2 separate regions of the Mus musculus genome follow, and region 1 is linked to region 2. A link is a contact called in public HiChIP or PLAC-seq data. All regions are on one chromosome and are shown on one strand. Each heading gives the region's core, a stretch centred on a gene start, on an enhancer-like site or on the middle of the called end of the contact. The rest is flanking DNA. Distances are from core to core; before and after follow the strand shown.

The links. HiChIP or PLAC-seq counts read pairs in DNA pulled down with a chosen protein or histone mark.
Region 1: a contact with region 2 is called in an H3K4me3 HiChIP or PLAC-seq map of embryonic basal ganglia, with 3 times the contacts expected there. The contact joins two enhancer-like sites. A contact is called at or near these places in 3 of 115 datasets of contacts at active chromatin or transcription factors (embryonic basal ganglia and embryonic stem cells) and 1 of 9 other capture datasets (embryonic stem cells).

The regions. Positions count from the first base shown.
Region 1 is chr9:61,110,499-61,113,828 of GRCm38.p6, forward strand. Gm34004 (a long non-coding RNA gene) reads left to right here. Exons shown (of 4, transcript XR_003948177.1): 3 at 434-644. All of the region lies in intron 3 of Gm33914 (a long non-coding RNA gene), which reads right to left. Among named protein-coding and RNA genes, the nearest start is that of 4933433G08Rik, 6.8 kb to the left of the region's middle. Within about 2 kb of position 1,508, at least 43 of the 459 cell types and tissues checked have an H3K27ac peak or open chromatin away from gene starts, as enhancers often do. A contact at or near this core is called in embryonic basal ganglia, where this site is marked.
Region 2 is chr9:61,529,035-61,532,154 of GRCm38.p6, forward strand. The region is part of intron 4 of Gm34424 (a long non-coding RNA gene); the gene reads left to right. Among named protein-coding and RNA genes, the nearest start is that of Gm34424, 21 kb to the left of the region's middle. Within about 2 kb of position 1,462, at least 49 of the 459 cell types and tissues checked have an H3K27ac peak or open chromatin away from gene starts, as enhancers often do. A contact at or near this core is called in embryonic basal ganglia, where this site is marked.

The DNA.
Region 1 (3,330 bases), core at 258-2,757, 420 kb before region 2:
GCACCCACGTAACGGGCAGGCATGGCTGCACATGCTTGTAAGCCCAGTCCTGGGGACAGGAGCAGTCCTGGAACTTGCTGGTCAGACCATTTTTGCCTATTAGTAAAGCCAAGATACCCTGTCTCAATCAGGTCGGCCATACGTCCTACAGGAAATGTCTAATGGTATCCTCTGGCTTTCTGGCATTCCTGCTTGTATTCATAGGTGCACCTTCACAGACAGACAGACAGACAGACAGACAGACAGACAGACAGACAGTCAGACAGACAGTCAGACAGACACAGAGACAGAAGTAGAGAGACAGAGGGAGACAGAAGGAGGAAAGAAGGGAAGGAGGGAGAGAGGAGGGGGTAGACAGAAGAAGCACAGCAGTTCTGTGAGGACAAGGCCATCAACTGAACAAAGACTTTGTCTCTGCAACCTCTTTCTCTAGGACCCACCCACCTGGCAGGCCTGGAGACCCTGACAGCTTTCTTTCTTCACCTGCGCCTGGCAGCAGTGACACAGGTAGCTTGAGATGGAATTGGTCCACAGCCACCCACTAGATTTCTGGGAAGAGGAAGAGATGGCAACATGGGCGATCCCAGAAGAGTCTGGACGTGTCCTGGAGTCCTGGTTCAAAGTTCCGGCACCTTCCCAGCCAGGTGAGCTCATTCGAACACCTCTGTCTGCTTCTCCAGGTTGCCACACAGCGCATGTCCCAGGAAGGTTAAGGGACAACCTGCCTCAAGGAGGGCTTTCCCCAGAACTGAGAGACAGGGCCAGGACGTATCTGCCAAAGCCAGGGAGACAGCCTGTGACAAGCAGCTAGACACATGGGTCCCTTGGTCTGTCCCTCCCAGCCCAGCTTGGCTGCCCAAGAAACAGTAGGAGGGTGGATTTCACTCGCTGAGATCCGATAGAAACCACAGCAGCCCCTCTGTCGGCTCCACTAATCATCAGCCTCAATCTCTGGTGCGATATTTTATGAATTAATAAAAATGATCACGGGCAGTCCAGGGGGACCCAGGGAAGAATCGCATGCAGTAGAATTTTAATGAGCACTGTGGGGAATTTCAACCTTCCCTTGCTTTTTATTATTATTATTTTTTTCTAAAAAAAAAATTCTTTCCTTCTCCCTCCTTGCTGGCCCACCCCTTTTGAAAAAAAAAATCATAGACCGAGCGACTCTAAATGACTGTTACATGAACGATAAGTCTTTCCCTCTCTGTGTTGTTTGGCCCACCACACAGCCCTCCTGCCCCACGCACCCTCCTGACAGGCACACCTGCTCTCTGCCCTAATTGAGCAGATCATCAGCCGATTTGTCATGCTTAGCCCAGACCCCTAACTGCCACCCCTCCCCCAGGCTGCCAGCCCTAGTCTGCCTGGAACACTCGGCAGATGTAGAGCCTGTGTGTGTGTGTGTGTGTGTGTGTGTGGTTGCGCCTGTGTGTTATGACAGATCTTGTACTCATTATTGAATAATTCATTGTTGCGTTAATGTCTTCAGATAACATCTCTCACTTCCTTAGTCCTCTCTCTCATCTGGCTCGCTGGGGAAAACTTGATTATGCCCGCCGCCCTGACGACAGAGTACACAGATAAAAGATAATTGCTTGGCTTGACTCCTCCATTGATATGAAAATAAGATTTAAATTATTCACTCCAGTTTAAAGGTTAGTTGAAGGTTATTACAGGGGATGAAGGGGGGGAAATCACTCTTCGTGCGTTGGGGGCTGAGGTAAGACAGGTTTGAAAGGGCCTAATGCACTTCGTGGGCAGAAGCGCCGGCTTGCGAATACACCCGGAGCCCCGCTAGAGATTTCAATCTAGGAGAAGTCAATTATTTATAAGCAAATTATGGCTGGCTTCTCGTATACATAAAACACTCTGCGTCATAAATAAGGACAGGGTGGTGTCTGCTCCCTTTCCAGCACCCAGTTTTTCTTGATCTCAAAACCTGGGCGGAGTTACAATGGAAATTTAATGAGGTGCTTCCATTAGGAAGGTTGGGTAGCTGCTTGGTGGGTGCTCCTTTTAGTCAATGACAATTCTGTTAAAAAAATAAAAACGATAATTTGGCTTTAGACAGGTCTCTAGCTAGGGATCTAACTCTTGCGAGGGGCACGGGAAGTAGACCCTTGCGGGCACTGCCGAGCTTGCCTCCTGCTCTGGTCCATCCCACAGAGTAGTCAGTGTTTCTGGAGGGTTTGGGAGCTGCGCATAGAATATGATCCCGGGGCTGCTCCTTCCCATGGAGCAACGTCTCAGGCCTGAGGATCAATAATTGATAGCCTTTCGTGTTTCTGGAAGTTGGGCGCTGTTTCAGACTGTATCCAGTGCCTTTCACACCATGCATTAGTCATGGACAGCCATTTTAATCAGAATAAAGACCCTTGGAGCTAGTGTGCCGAGCTCCCAGCCGCCAGCCTGAAAGCAGCTCGGGGATGTGCTGGGACCCCCTCCCCCAGGAAAGCACTTCTAGGTTTCAATACGCCTAGACCCTCCTCTTGGTCCCTGTTCACAGATTTGTGTCCCCCTCGTATCTGCAAACAGGGCATCTTCTATCCCCACAGGAGGCACTGAAGATACACAGCAGAACTAGTAGGGGCAGGAGCAGGGACAAGAAGGGCCTTGGTATGGAAGTCTGGAGGCTGCTTAATAGTGATGGAGCTGGGGCCAGGAAGCTGTCTTTTGGGGAGGGATGTGCCCAGGTATGCTGCCCTCTGTGGCTTCCCCATCATCTTGAGGTCTTCCAGAAGGTTGTAGTCCCTACTGGATCTCAACCCTGGGCTCTCTATGGATATCCTGTTGGAAGGGACCCCAGCCTCAACCAGCTTGTGGAGGAAGAGGCCAAACAGCCTGAGTTTTCCCTAACTAAACTGTAAACTGTAAACAGGCAGGATCTGAGCTGGCTGGCCAAGGGCAACAGAGGAGGGGAGGGCAATAGGGGGAGGAGGTCCGTGAGAAGTGAAAGTGAACCCCCAAAATGATAATGCTGGTGACAGTGTCCTACACAGGACTCTGACCAGGTAAACACAATTGCTATTGGGTAATGGAGCCCAAAGTCAACATTCATTGGGCATCTCTTAAGGTGGACTTCTGTTTACCAAGAAAAGCATTACTTCCCTTATATGCCCCAATGGTCAATTGCATCCTGCCAGGGTATCTAGTTCCCGGTTAATGTAAACAATCTGCATCAGCCAAGATCCCTCACCTTGCTACCATGGAAAATCTCCTTGCCTTTGCTCCAAGCGTCTGTTCTCTATTCTCAAGGCAGGCTAGGTAATTTGTTCCTCCACTGAACTGCTTTTTCTATCCAAAGAATGGTTCAGTTCAATGGTCTCA
Region 2 (3,120 bases), core at 212-2,711:
TGCATGTATGTACATAGGCACAAGTTTGTGTATGGGCATGTATGTTGTATATACATGTATTTGTGTGTGTTTAATATGTGTGAGCATGTACTTTTATGCATGAGTACGTGGGTGCATGTGTGTTTATATGTGTCTGCCCCTGTGTTTGTATGTGTGTATGTTGTATGTGTGCATGTGCATGTATATGTGCTTCTATGTGGGTATGTATGTGCATCTGTATGCATGCCTGTTTGTGTATGCATGTATATGTATATGTGTATGCTGTGTGTGTGCATTTGTTTGAGTATGTTGTATGTGTGTGCATGTATGTATGTGTGTATCTTGTATTATGCACTTATACCTATGTTCATGAATGTGTGTACATGCATGTGAGTGCGTGTGTATGTATGCATTTTTAAAAGTATCAGTGTGGGTGTAGGTGTGCATGCCTGTGTGTATGTGTACATGTGTTATATATGTGTGCATATGTGGGAGCATTGTGTGTTTACATATGTATGCATGTGTGTGTGTGTTCCTTTGTGCAAGAGGGATTATGGTAGGCCATGTGCAGTGTATGGTATGTGGGTATTAGTAGGGGGAAAGTTGGATACGTCTGGGTTGTGGCTTAGCAGGTAAAGTGACTGATATGTAAGTAAGTATGAGGGCAAGAGTTGTGTGGAGTGTACCTGTAACCCCAACATTGAAGCAGAAGTATGGGGAATGCAGAGACAGGTCCTGGGGGGCTTGCTAGTCAGTCAATCTAGCCCAAACAGTGAGTCACAAGGTCAGCCAGAGAACCTTTCTCAAAAAATATCATGAAGAATGATAGAGGACACTCAAGTTGACCTCTGATTTCCACAAATGCACACAGGTGAACACTGGTGTGTGTGTGTGTGTGTGTGTGTGTGTGTGTGTGTGTAGTAGACTCCAGTTGACAGGCAGTGTCCCTCTTATTTGTATGTCTTTAAACCCCTAGGCCAGTTAGCAAAGGGGACACATAGCTTCAGTATCCCTGCCAAGCTGGGACACAGAGGTGCTGTAACCCCAGTGTCCACACCCACACACACCCACACACACACATGGAAAGAAAAAATTCAAACTAAGAGAAATTGTCTCCCTAGCTGTCACTTGGTGCTTAGTGGCCACTAGTGCCCTTAGGCCACTGAAGTGTGTCCTTGCTCTGCCTCCAAACTGCTTCAGCGTATGTCACAGAGAGGGAGGCAGGGAAGAGTTGGGGGGGGGGGTCGCTGTAGAAATGAGGGGCATCGCCTCAGGCCACCTCAGAGCCCCAGGCCTGCCTCAGAGAAAACCATTTGGCCCTTGTAGCCCAGGGCAGATGTCCAAAATGCAGATGAAGCTGCAGCACCTCTGTGTCCCAGCTTGGCAGGGACTCTGAAGTTATGTGTCCCCTTTGCTAACTGGCCTAGGGCTTAAACACATGCAAATAAGAGGGACACTGCTTGTCAACTGGGGCCTACTCCCTTTGTTCCTACCTGCCAGCCAAGCAGGCTTTTCTAAACCAGTTTTGGCTGCCTGGGCAGCTGCAGGGTTCTAATAGGGTGCTGGGCAGCAAGGCTGGTTGCCTGGTAACTGCAGGCTGCTCAGGGTCACAGGTGGCAGCTGGGCCCCTAGGGCTGCCCAAAAACACTAGGGCCTCCCATGTCTCCAAGACTAAGGGTCTTAGTGCTGCCTGATAATTTAAGAAGTATGTGACTTTGAGAAGGGGTCCTCCCTAATCTGAACCCCCTCCCCCCCACCCCCGTTCTCATCTCTGAAATCATCATCCTTACACAGTGTCTCACTAACCAGGAGACCCCGGCCAGCCCCATCTCTGACTCATCTCTGACCCAGCCTCAGCAGCTCAGTGCTTTCTGGCTTATTCGGAATAAAAGCAATTAAAAGATTCATCCTGGGGCTGGGGAGATGGCTCAGCTGACAAAGTGCTTGTTGTACAGGCACAAGGATCTGAGCTCAGATCTGCAGCACCCATTTAAGATGCCAAGCATGGTAGCTCTAGTGCTGGAGAGACAGAGATAGGTAGATCCCTGGAGCCCATTGGCCAGCCAGTTAGCCAGCTGGTGAGTATCAGGTTCTGTGAGAGACCCTGTCTCAAGAAATAAGGTGAAAAGTGAATGAGAAAGAACCAACCCCTCCTCTCTGTCTCTGTCTCTGTCTCTGTCTCTCTCTCTCTCTCTCTCTCACACACACACACACACACATTAGCGCACACACATGCACAGATATTTGCAACTGCATATGTGTATGGGCATGCATATACACAGATTCATCTGTCAAAATAGTGATCGAAAGACATAGGAAAGATAAGCTGATGTCTTCCTTCTTACAGAGAGCTCAGTTACAAGGGGAACCCTGGGGAGGCACATGCTGTCCCTCACTAGGGTGGGCTCTTCAGTGATGTGGTTTCCTTTGAGTCATTTATGCTCCTGTGAGCGACCCCTCATCTGTAGTCTCATAAATAACAGTAAACTCACTGGTTCAGCATGCTGGCTCTGAGTGGAATCACTTCTTAGGTCTGGCATCCGTGCCCGGTGTGGAGCAGAGACATTTGTTGGTGTCTCCCTAGAGGAGTGTATGATCCCTTGCTCCTTAAATGATATCCTGTATCTCAAATGCCACCTTCACTGTGCCAACTAGACATCACCCCACAGACATGCATTGATCAAGTGATTGTTGGGCACTTTAGGAGTGTACAATTCCATGCTTGCCACGGGCCATCTGGGGTCTGGAAAAGGACAGAGGCTGTCCACACATCTGACACACCCCGAGCAGAGAACTCACAAGTCTCAGGAGCAGGCCAGCTCTTTTGGAGCTTGACTCGAGCTATCAGGGAGCAGAGGCAGAGAAAGGAGAAGAGAGCTTTTGTAATTACAAGTCTATCTTTCCTTCTCTATGCCCAAGTCTTTCCTTAGTAAGCTCTCTAGGGGTAGGTTAGCCAAATGGCCATAATAGTCTGTCATAGAAACAAGCAAGCTGAGGTAGCTTGTAGGAGCAGAAAGATCAAAGGGAGCTTGCTTGGTGCCTCCACTCTTTCAGGGTCCTCTGTGCGTCTTCATTGTCACCGCTGGCCCTGCTCTGGTATGTCTGATGCCTTGGCGTGTCCCAGACCCCCAGTCACAGTCT